3 separate regions of the Sus scrofa genome follow, and regions 1 and 3 are each linked to region 2. The links are chromatin contacts, called in public Hi-C and promoter capture Hi-C maps. All regions are on one chromosome and are shown on one strand. Each heading gives the region's core, a stretch centred on a gene start, on an enhancer-like site or on the middle of the called end of the contact. The rest is flanking DNA. Distances are from core to core; before and after follow the strand shown. Region 1 holds the start of CNPY3 (canopy FGF signaling regulator 3). Region 2 holds the start of MRPS10 (28S ribosomal protein S10, mitochondrial). Region 3 holds the start of OARD1 (O-acetyl-ADP-ribose deacetylase 1).

Evidence for each region. Promoter capture Hi-C pulls out the DNA fragments that hold promoters and counts their contacts. Hi-C and Micro-C count contacts between places; a contact is called where the count stands out from the background.
Region 1: a Hi-C map of skeletal muscle shows a contact between it and region 2, with 5 times the contacts expected there. The contact joins the promoter of CNPY3 here to the promoter of MRPS10 in region 2. A contact is called at or near these places in 2 of 47 Hi-C or Micro-C datasets (liver and skeletal muscle).
Region 3: a contact with region 2 is called in a promoter capture Hi-C map of liver, with 3 times the contacts expected there. The contact joins the promoter of OARD1 here to the promoter of MRPS10 in region 2. A contact is called at or near these places in 1 of 5 promoter capture datasets (liver) and 1 of 2 datasets of contacts at active chromatin or transcription factors (alveolar macrophages).

The regions. Positions count from the first base shown.
Region 1 is chr7:38,013,429-38,016,884 of Sscrofa11.1, forward strand. CNPY3 (canopy FGF signaling regulator 3) reads left to right here and starts at 1,366. Exons shown (of 6, transcript NM_001110428.1): 1 at 1,366-1,667. The coding sequence starts at 1,493.
Region 2 is chr7:37,327,656-37,331,130 of Sscrofa11.1, forward strand. MRPS10 (28S ribosomal protein S10, mitochondrial) reads right to left here and starts at 1,591. Exons shown (of 7, transcript XM_005665997.3): 1 at 1,458-1,591. The coding sequence starts at 1,505.
Region 3 is chr7:36,384,660-36,388,344 of Sscrofa11.1, forward strand. It overlaps OARD1 (O-acetyl-ADP-ribose deacetylase 1), which reads right to left and starts at 1,749. Exons shown (of 6, transcript XM_005665959.3): 1 at 1,613-1,749; 2 at 714-791; 3 at 207-351. The coding sequence starts at 752. It overlaps NFYA (nuclear transcription factor Y subunit alpha), which reads left to right and starts at 2,056. Exons shown (of 10, transcript NM_001243295.1): 1 at 2,056-2,170.

The DNA.
Region 1 (3,456 bases), core at 116-2,615, 690 kb after region 2:
TTGTTTATTCTGGAAGCAGGTGTCCCTTACCTTCAGGGCTCCTCCCCAAGTTGCCCCCATTCCCCTAATCCTGGCCTGCCCCAGACTCAGCAGGAATGCCCACTATGGATGGCTTAACATTATTTCCCAGGAGGGTTCCTGGCCAGACTCTGAGCCTTCCTAAGTCTTAGGAAGCCTAGAGAGGATGGAGGACCTCAGGAGGGTGTCCTGATCCTCTGCGTCCTGATCTATTGTGGAATTCTACACATCACAGCTCCTACCTATCCAGAGGGCCTTATCACCCACACAACTGTTTTGAGCAAGAAGCTAAAATCAGGAAACAACAAGTCAATGGGCTGAGTACCAGTCCTTTCAAGTCTTTATAAAATAGCATAAATATCCAACCTCCAGGAAGGAAACTTGAAGTGCTGGGGAACAGGGGCTTATGGACAAAAATGGAATTTGCAGACAACCTGCAAGAGAAGCAGATTTGGGCTGTTATAGAACACTGAGCAGGGGCAGCCAGAAGCAGCCCCAAAGACCCAGAGTCCTGCTCTTGATGGCACAGGAGAAGGGGGTTTCATTGAGCAATTGCGGTACCAGGCGTCCTGGTGCAGGGGAGGTGGAAGGGAAATACAACTGTTCATTAGTCCTTCTGGGAGCTCAGAATCCAAAGAAATAAATAATAGGGCAGAAAATCAGGAGAGGTTATACACTAAAAAGAAAATCAATGCATAAACTTTTTACAATCTGCTCCATAAGCTTTAATTCTATTAACCTGTTCAAGCTTCCCAGAGAACAAAGCTCGAACAGCAGCTAGGAGGATCACTGTGTCATAACACAGACAAAAGCTGAGGCTCTGAGTGACTTGTTCTAGTTCTCCCTGGGACAAATCTAGAGTTACTGGGCACTAAGAAAGCTGCTTGAAGACTGGGGACTGAATCGTCCTGGTCTCATCCACAGCATCTACTAGAGTGACTGGCAATTACCATCACCACTACCACTACCACAGCAAAATTAAAAAGCAGGTGCTCAGTAAGGGCTGGCTGCATTATAACCGTGGTGGGGCGGGGAGTGACGCGCAAGGAGGCGGAGAAGGCAGTGAAGACACCTTCCAGGACCAGAGCCTTCTTCCCTCTCCCGCAGCCCTAGTCCTCCTGTCCCTCCCAGAGCCTCTGTTAAGGGGTGGGAAAAGATGTTGCCATAGGTCACTGAGGACACTATCCGCTATTTCATTGGCGGAGGTCGAAAAAAGATCGTCCTCCCATTCGCTAGAAGACAAACCCCAAAAAGTCCATTGGCTGCGTAGACCGCAGGCCCCGGTCGGCTCTGGGGGCCGGCCGAGACGGCCAGAGGAGGGAGCTGCCTGGGGGGGCGGGGAGGGGGGTGCTCGCCGTTTTCCTGGTTACGCCGAGGCACGTGTGCAGTCCCGGAAGCGGCTCCGGGAAGCTGCCCAGCGCGCGCAGCGGGAGGAGGTGCAGCCCGGTCCGCTCAGGTCGGGTCCGGCTGGGCCATGGAACCATTACCTGAGCCCACGTCCCGGCCTCGGCTCCGGCCTCGGCCCCGCTGTCTTCTGCTTCTTCCCCTGCTACTGTTGCTGCTGCTGCTACTGCCCGCCCCGGAGCTGGGCCCGAGGGAGGCCCGAGCAGAGGAGACAGACTGGGTTCGACTGCCAAGCAAATGCGAAGGTGAGGGGGCGGGGCCCGCGGGGAGTATCCAGCTGGGGGGGCGGGGCTTGCGGAGAAGGTCCTGGGCTCTGGAGCGAGTCTCCAGTGCAAGAACCTGATGTGTGTCTGGCACTGTGCTGAGCTCTGGGGACAGAGAGGCGGGCGAGAGATCAGATCTTGGTGCACCTGGAGCTCAGAAATCGGTGAAAACAAGCAGTTATAATCGGGTTAGTAAATGCCCTGATGGAGGAGGCACAGGACTTTGGCGGCTGGGTGAGGAGCAGCTAATCTAGACTAGAAATGGGGGGAAAGGCTTCGTCAGGAAGCCCCGAATGATTAGGAGTTAGCCGGGTGAGAAGTGAAGAGAGGGTCCCACTCAGGAAACCACAGATGCAGGGTCTTGCAAGCAAAGGACAAGTTTGAGGAACTGAAAAGATCCGTATGACTAGTCTTGGGGAGGAAAGAGCTTGAGACGCCCCCTCTGTGCCCTCATCGCAAGCTTTGTGTCATTGGCCGTCTCCCCGACTTGCTGTCAGCTCCTGCCGGGGCAGGGACCTCTCTCAGATACCTGTTCACACAGTGCCTGGTAGGCATCCAATAAATGTATTTGGAATAAGTATGAATAAACAGGGGTGGGGGTACTGTGGGTGTAGGTGCAGGAAGGAGGAGGGTCTGAAGCCTGGGGGAACTTAGGGAGGAAGATTTTAGGAATATGGAAAAAGTATGACTCCCAAAGACAGAGGGGTGAAGGTGTGGCACTTGAGAGAGACAGCAAAGAGCGTCAGCACACAATCCAGGACTGTGAAGGGTCTACCTTCCCCCCACCCCTCCATTTCTCAGTTTACTCCTCAGACCTTTACAGATACTCCTTCCATCTCCCTCCACCAACTCCAGCCCCCGCACCCCTGAACGTCGGCTGTAAATGTTTTGCATCTTAATTCAAAGCCTGCAGCCAGCCAGATGTTCCCTAAGCACTCGAATGGGGGTGGTTTGAAAGGCATAATGCTTTCATTGGAGAGATGAAAGGTGAGATGCTTCAGAGATGAGCTGAGCTCACTGGTAGTCTTCCCAGTGTGGGTTCTAGCCTGTACTTTCTCCCTCACTCCCTTAAATAGACAGTCAGAGGGTTATGGTGCCTTCCTTTCACTCTTCCTGTAGCTATAACCAGTGTCTTTGGGGATTTCACTTCCCCTTCTTATTTTCTATCTTATACTGATAGCACAGAGCTCTTACTGCTTCTCATTTTCATACATAGCAGAGGAAGCTCACATTTCTTTTCCTTAGGAGACTCATAGAAGCATAGAGTTGGCAAAGATCTTTTTTTTTTTTTTTTTTGTCATTTTTAGGGCTGCACCTGCGGCATATGGAAGTTGCCAGGCTAGGGGTCCAATCAGAGCTGATGCCACCCAACTACGCCACAGCCACAGCAACGCCAGAGCCAAGCCTCATCTGCCACCTATACCACAGCTCATGGCAATGCCAGATCCCTAACCCACTGAGAGGGGCCAAGGATTGAACCCATATCCTCATGGATACTAGTCGGGTTCATTAACTGCTGAGTCACGAGGGAAACTCCGTCAAAGATCTTTAGATCATTGTAGTCTGAGCTGATTTTGTAGGTAATTGATAAAGAATCGTTTAAAAGGGATTTTCAAGTCACAGGATGGCTTGGCAAACTCCAACCCTTAGGCTCATCTTAATAGTGTATATTTACTTTATTTATCACTGTTTCACCTTTGTTATTAAATGCTGACTGTCTGGCCCACAAAGCTTGCCTCCTGGCTCAGGAGCCTGAGTGGAAGAGGCCTTG
Region 2 (3,475 bases), core at 341-2,840:
ACGCCAGATCCGAGCTGTGTCAGGATCTACACCACAGCTCACGGCAACACTGAAGCCTTAACCTACTGTGCAGGGTCAGGGATCAAACCCACGTCCTCATGGATACTAATCGGGTTTGTTACAGCTAAGCCACAACAGGGACTCCCTCCTTTTTTTTTTTTTTTGAAGGCGTAAGCTGTAGTCTGGTAACTGTGTCTTAAAAATAGCTCAAAATTTCAATCTCTAACACCACCTGCCTTTTCTTAAAAACACTGGTTCTTAAATTCTGGTCCGAGGACATTTTCACTGTGGGCTGGAGAGATTAAACTTACTTCCATAATAATAGTAAGACGTTATTTGCAACTTTGCCATTCTGTCACCAGTGTGCAGTGAAGTTTTCCAGACACTGTGGTATAGCAACAGACTGCAGAAGCTGCTGTGAAACCCCAGCTGTCTTCTATTAAGCCAAAATCAGAGATGTGCAAAAACATCTCTTCTCACTAAATTTGTTTCGGAAAATCTAGTTGTACCCCATACAAAGATTAATTACGTTAACATGTAATGAGTTTATTAGTGTTATTTTAATTTTTTACTTTTCTTTTTAGGGCTGCAGGTGCAGCATACGGAAATTCCCAGGCTAGGGATTGAATGGGAGCTGCAGCTGAGGGCCTACACCACAGCCACAGCAAAGCGGGATCCGAGCCCCGTCTGCGACCTACACTGCAGCTCATGGTAACGCTGGATCCTTAACCCACTGAGCGAAGCCAGGAATCCAACCCGCGTCCTCATGGATGCTAGTAGGGTTCCATACTGCTGCGCCACAATGGGAACTCCCAGCGCTATTTTTAAAGGAAAACGCATTTTAAAGATTCTTGGTTGTAATTTCCAGTAAGCTAAACATTCACAGCTAAAACCCACAAAAATAAAAGCTCTCTGGAGTCCTCAACCATTTTTAGAGTGTAAAGGGGTGCTAAGGCTAACTTGAGAACTGATGCTAAAGGTTTTGTTTCTTTCTCCAAAGAACCGAGCAGAGGTTATCCAACCAACTCCTCTGACTTCAGCGACTCTCATCTAAGTCTCAGAAACCCGGCTATCAGCAAGGTATCTCAGTCTGGTTCCGCGGGAAGCGTCAAAGGTCTCATGCCACCTCATTTCAGAGAGATGAAACTTCCTGCCTGTTCTGAGCCTCGGTTTATTTCGCAAATGTGAAAGGCCGGGTCTGGAACTTTCGCTGTCCTATATTCTTTACAGCTTTGACACTCTGATTCTTCCTGTTGCCCTGACTCATTACGTTTTATCCTATGAAAAGAAACTCGACAAAACATCAGCCCTTTTCTCGCTCCTTCCCTGCAAACAACGGGCTGAGATAAGGAATAAATATCGCGGAGGGCTCCAGATTGGCAGAACGACACGCGACGGCCAGACATAGAGGCAACTGTATCCGTAAGTCCGCCTAATACCCTCAGCGCGCCCGGTACCTGCCAGAGACGCCGGGCCAGCGCCCCAAACGCCGTTCGCGCCGCCATCTTGCCGCCCCAGCTTCCCGGGATCGCTTCCGGGGTCACAGAGCCATCCTCTGACCATAGAGTTCCGCAAAAGGAAAGAGTGTATCCCTGTGTTCCGGCTCAGGAACAACCATAGAGACGTGATCCTACGCTCTCTGAGGGTGGGACTGTGAATACAGCCAGCTTCCTTCCGGTCGCAGCCGGGCCGGTAAAGCTTCAGCTGGTACCTGGAGGGATACTGAATTCCGCCAGCGTTTCCCTCTTCAAATTACGGTTCCTGTTTTGTTGGAGGCAAACATAACAAATACATGCTTGGAAAAAAAGTATATATTGATGTCATGTCAGCTGATATATTGACAATGTTATCTCTGAGTTAGTGGATTAATGGTTGATTTATTTTCCCGTTATGACGCAGCGAAGCGCTTGTGTACCCGTGGCCCGCAGAAAGCCAAAGTGACAGCGGGAGTTCGCTCCAAAGTAAGGATTTATTGCAGGGCGCCAAGCAAGGGAGTGGGAGACAAGCCTTAGATGTACTCCAACTTGGTCTTTGAGTTAGGTGGGTTTTGTTTTGTTTTGTTTTAAGAGGAAGAGCAAAACAGCTGGGATTAGTCATTGTCTTGTGACATTTCTGAATTGTAGAGTCAAGAGTCATGATGTCACTGGTTTAACGATTCCCTGGCCAGGTGGTCCAAAGCTCCTGGTCTCTTAGCTCATTTTGCCCTGGAGGAACGACCTGAGGTTGTACTTAAGTGATGATGTCTGTAATAGCCATAGTCTTGGCAGGTTATCCAGGGGCCCTTCCGGAACCGGATTACGTCTTTCAATTGTGACATTCACAATTGGCTGGTCTCTCTTAGCCAGAGGAGTTTTCCCATAGCTCTGCAACTCTATTGCGGCTTCTTCCAGGGCTCTTCAGCCCGTCTCTGCCTTGAGTAGCTTCAGCTGGGTGACAGTTCTGCAGCTGTCAATGATGGTGACATTACAGCTTGAGAACAATCTTACGTGTGTTATCTAATCTGATCCTCACAAGAATACATACATTTTATCCTAATTTAAAAGGTGAAAAAACCGAAGCCCAGAGTGAAATGACTCAAAGTCATTATGATGAGTTAGTTACAGCTGAACCAATGACCATCATCAAAAATCCTAGTTCCGGAGTTACCATTGTGGCTCAGCAGAAACGAATTGAGCATCCATGAAGATGCAGGTTCGATCCCCGGCCTCGCTCAGTGGGTTAAGGATCCAGCGTTGCCATAAGTTGTGGTGTAGGTCGAAGACACAGCTCGGATCCCACGTTGCTGTGGCTGTGGTGCAGGCCAGCAGCTGTAGCTTCGATTAGACCTCTAGCCTGGGAACCTTCATATGCTGAGTTCGGCCCTAAAAAGAAAGAAAAAAATCCTAGTTCAGTGCCCTTTGCACCCCTCCAGCTGACCTCAGTAAGCTCCAGTCTCTTAAGTCTCTTTTGGATGTGAGGACTAGAGATTCCCCACGTCCCCACTTCCTGCAAGAAAAGGAGTTATTTTATTTATTTATTTTTTTTAACATGTATGTGGCCTGAACTGCTCCTGTAACTGGAAAAGTGGGCTCGGAGCAGCTTTAGGGACTGGATGTCCTCTCCATCCCTAAGGCCAAACATGGTCTCTTTATTGATGGGATTTCTCTGTTTACAGTTTCTGCTCCCTCAGAATTCTGCCTTGCCTGTGGTCACTGCTTGCTGCTTTTGGCTCACCAGCTTTTTCCATTCATGCTCTGAAGTGTGGGAATTGGGTATAGTCCCTTCGTTTTCTTTTCTTTTCTTTCTTTCTTTCTTTTTTTTTTTTTTTTGTCTTTTTAGGGCATATGGAGGTTTCCAAGCTAGGGATCTAATCAGAGCTGTAGCTGCTAGCCTCAATGCCAGATCCGAGCTGCATCTGCAACCTACACCACAGCTCACGGCAACACCAGATCCTTAACCCACTGAGTGAGGCCAGGGATTGAAGCCGAAACCTCAT
Region 3 (3,685 bases), core at 499-2,998, 940 kb before region 2:
TTTACAAAAACTCAGATTTGGTAGGAAAAGGATCCAAACTAGAGGCCGTTTTTTTATGAAGAAAAACCTAATCTTCACGGTTAAAAGGACTCAGTGGTTTGGAATCCCACCCATACGGGTATATCTTGTTTCATAATCAAGTACAACAGGAGGTCAAAAGATGCTCTAGCCAGGGCAGATGAGTTGGAGCTCTTCTCAGAACTCACGTTGACTTAACAGTTCCTGCACCCCTCCAAATTTCTTCTTGAAGAGGACAGCTATCCCAGCGCCCATTCGACAATCCTCACTGATGCAGTGCGCTAAAGAGTCTGTCTTGGGGCATGCGAAAAGGTCTCCTTTCACATAAGTAATCTAAAATGTGCAAAGGGAAAGAAAATGTTTTATTAGATACCAAAAAAAAAGACGAAGCTACAGAAAAAGACTAAGCTATTTATTTTCCTTTACTGTGCCCACCACCACTTCTCCCCGCTTCCTCCTTTTGATTTAGTGACAAATCCTCAGAATTGAAAAAATTATCTAAAGCGAATTAAAGCATGTGTAAAACAAAGTGATGAGCGGCCTCTGCCTAGGATTTTATTGGCCTTTCTAAAGGAAATCAACAGAAGAGAGAAAAAAAGACAATTCAATTATTGGTTTAATTAAAAAGTGTTTATGCTTTTGACCTCAATTACTCTGAATTTCAGTTCACCAATAAGTTAATAGTTGTTACGCACTCTGCTTCCTTCTGAATCTTCATTAGGGCTGCCGGCCATGATAGAGTCGCTATTTCCAGAATTTAAGTGTTTCTTCAGCTATAAGAAGGGGAAAGGAAGTGAAAATGCTTAGGCAACCTGAATATATTACATTCAGACTGCCCCGACCACCCACTTACTAACTTTTCTGCCCCCCACCTATCGCTGAATGGGAGTTCGTTCAGCCTTCAAAAAGTAATGCAAAACTCTTCTGGGCAAGAAAGAGAAGCGGACGCCTGGGTTGGGGGGCGGCAGGGCTCCGCTCCCGTTTCGCGCTTTCCAGGAGAGAAAGGCGGCCCGAAGACACGCCTCCTCCTCTCCCCAAGCCAGCGCGGAGCAAGGCGGATTCGCAGTCTCCTTTTCGGTGCACGATCCAAAAGTATTTCCGCATTGGGTGTGGCCCAGAAGCAAAAAGGTGGGCCAAGGCTACGGTCCCGTTAAGCCGCAACAAGGGAGCAAACGGGACGGGGGCGGGGGCGGGCGTGTATACAGCGGGAGCGAGCACGAGAAAACAGAAGGCGGCCTCTCAAGGAAAGCTCCCCCCTATCTTTGGGGGGAAACGGGGGAAGTTTAGAGAAGCCTCCCATTCTCTCTCCTACCCTGGGGCGGATCAGCGAGGCCAAATGGCCTGTCCGGGGTCCCGTGGGAGGGAGCGGGGAGCCTCGTTCAAAGCTCCAACGTACCAGGTACCCTTCACCTGGAAAGGAGTCCGCCGTTAGGAGGTCCCGCCCCGCGGGGAAGGGCTCTGGTAGGTGGGGACCAGCGGACTAGTCCGCTTGTAGAGCCAATCCCACCACAGTCCTTAATTGCACGCACCTAAAATGGCCGCCCACCACCCGGGAGTGGGGCGGAAACGAGCCCTTCTAGCTAGCTAGCCGGACCTGCACTCTTTGGTGCTGGTCGCCGAACTTCCGGCGGTAAACTCCGTAGAGTATCCCGCCGCCGCCCGGGCATGCGTAACGAGATAGCGGCCGCGAGTTGGATAGAGCGGCGCTTGCGCATTAGTCCCAGGGGTGTGTCTCCAGAGGCCGCATAGAAGGGGTGGGCAGTTGGCAAAGGAATTGGTTAGCGCCTGCGTGGTCCTGTGCTCAGGGCGGTGTTTTGAGTTGAAGGGTCCGGCGCGTCAAGAGAGCGCCTGCGTATTCCTTCGGCCGGGGGAGGAATCTAATTAGGGAAGTGGGCGTGGCTTCATCGTACGCCTGCGCAGTGCTCTCTCAACGGGGATGGGGCGAGCCCAGAGCTCGGGTTAGGGGGCGTGGTCTCAGAGGCGCCTGCGCGGAGGCAGTTGGAGGGAGGCCCGATTCCCCTTTGTTCGGCTTCGCCATTTTGCGAGGCAGCGGCAGTGGCGGCGGCAGCGGCGGCTGGAGCCTCTGATTGGGTTTCGGGGTCCGGTACTGGAGCCAATCAGCGCGGGCAGCGAACCGGGGGAGCGAGGCACGGTGAGTGTGAGGAGCCAATATCCAGCGGCCCAGAGCCGGCCCCAGCGCCCCGATTGGCGGGTCTCGCTGACCACTCAGGAGAGGCCCAGGCTCCCGTCGAGCCCGGGGAGTCGAGCTGAGCCTAACCGAGCGGGGCTGCTGGCGGCCTCGGCTTGGAGCCTGCAAGCGCTCCGGGGTACTCCCTGCCGAGGCCTGCAGAGGGCTGCCCCGCGCAGGGATGGCGCTCTCGGGAGCAGGCACCTTGGGGTCCAGCCCTTTGCAGGGTGTCAGGGCCAGTTGGCCATGCGTCCCGGTTGTTTCTACCCTTAGGCCTAGGTTCTCAAGCTCCAGGCCCGGGGGTGGCGGGTTTGACTGCCACGAAGGCCCCCACGCTCAGGTATACACACAGACACACACACGCGCGCCCGGGCCTCGGCGGTTTTCTCCTGGTCGTTCGGCCTCACTCTTTAGCCTGCCCTAGCACTCACCACGCTCTAGCCCTGGAAGGGAAATCACTCCCCGCGGGGCCCGCGCACCCCACTTCTCCGTAAGCGGGTCTGGGTATCTCAGTCCTCTTGAGTCGGGAGGGAGACCCAGGGAGGACGCGCGCCCCGGCCACGGGGCCTTGCGTGCGGCGCGGAGAGGGGGGGGCCGGCCCGCCCCCGCCGTCCCTTTGATCCGTTAGTGCGCCCACTCCCCGGTCTGGCTGCGCCCCTCCTCCCAGCTCGGCCCGGGTCTCCAGCCAGGCGCCGTTACCACCCACTTTAGGCTCGTCATTTCCTCTCCTCCCCGCCCGGATCTCCGGGGCAGAACCGCACACCTCCGTCTTGGAGCCCAACCAAGCAGTCTGCCTTTCTTGCCCGGGCTGTAAGGCCTGTCCATTCGGCGCCTGGAACTTCAGTCTTCGAAGATTGCGAGCCCTGTGCATTCTTTTTCCCGGAAGCTGCACAACTTGTTTTTATATCACTGGCATTTTTTCTTGTTGCTTGGTCTTGTGAACTCTCGCTCCCTTAGGAACGTAGTACAGTCCTTTTTCTTTCACCTCTCTGTGTCGCTTTGAATGTATCAGGCTTCACTCATTAGCTCAGTCCACAACCATCCCTTGGTTTGATTTTTTGCTAGTATGTTGACGTTTTCTCAGTTGGTGTTAATAGAAACTTAATGGTCTTGTGGGATTTTCGTTAGGGTGAGAGAAAATCTCTGTTGACAGCCGAGCATGGAGCAGTTGGTGTGTACCAAGCATCCATGTATGTGCTGAGAGGAGAGTGGGTAAGGAGGTCGATAGGAACCTCCCCAGCCTGGTGGAGATTGACAGGTGACCAAGTAATTAATACTTTACGGTTTTGTGCTGTAACCGGACCAAGTTCAGTTCCGTGGTCAACTGACGTGTTGAGCTACCAACAGCCTCGGAGGGCTCTGCATTGCCACTCTTTGGACTGGCAAGGATGATGGGATTTCTTCGGACGATAAGAAATGGAAGAGCATTGCTCATAAAGAAGCACGTGCCAACGCTCCAAACTTTGCTGTATGTTGGAG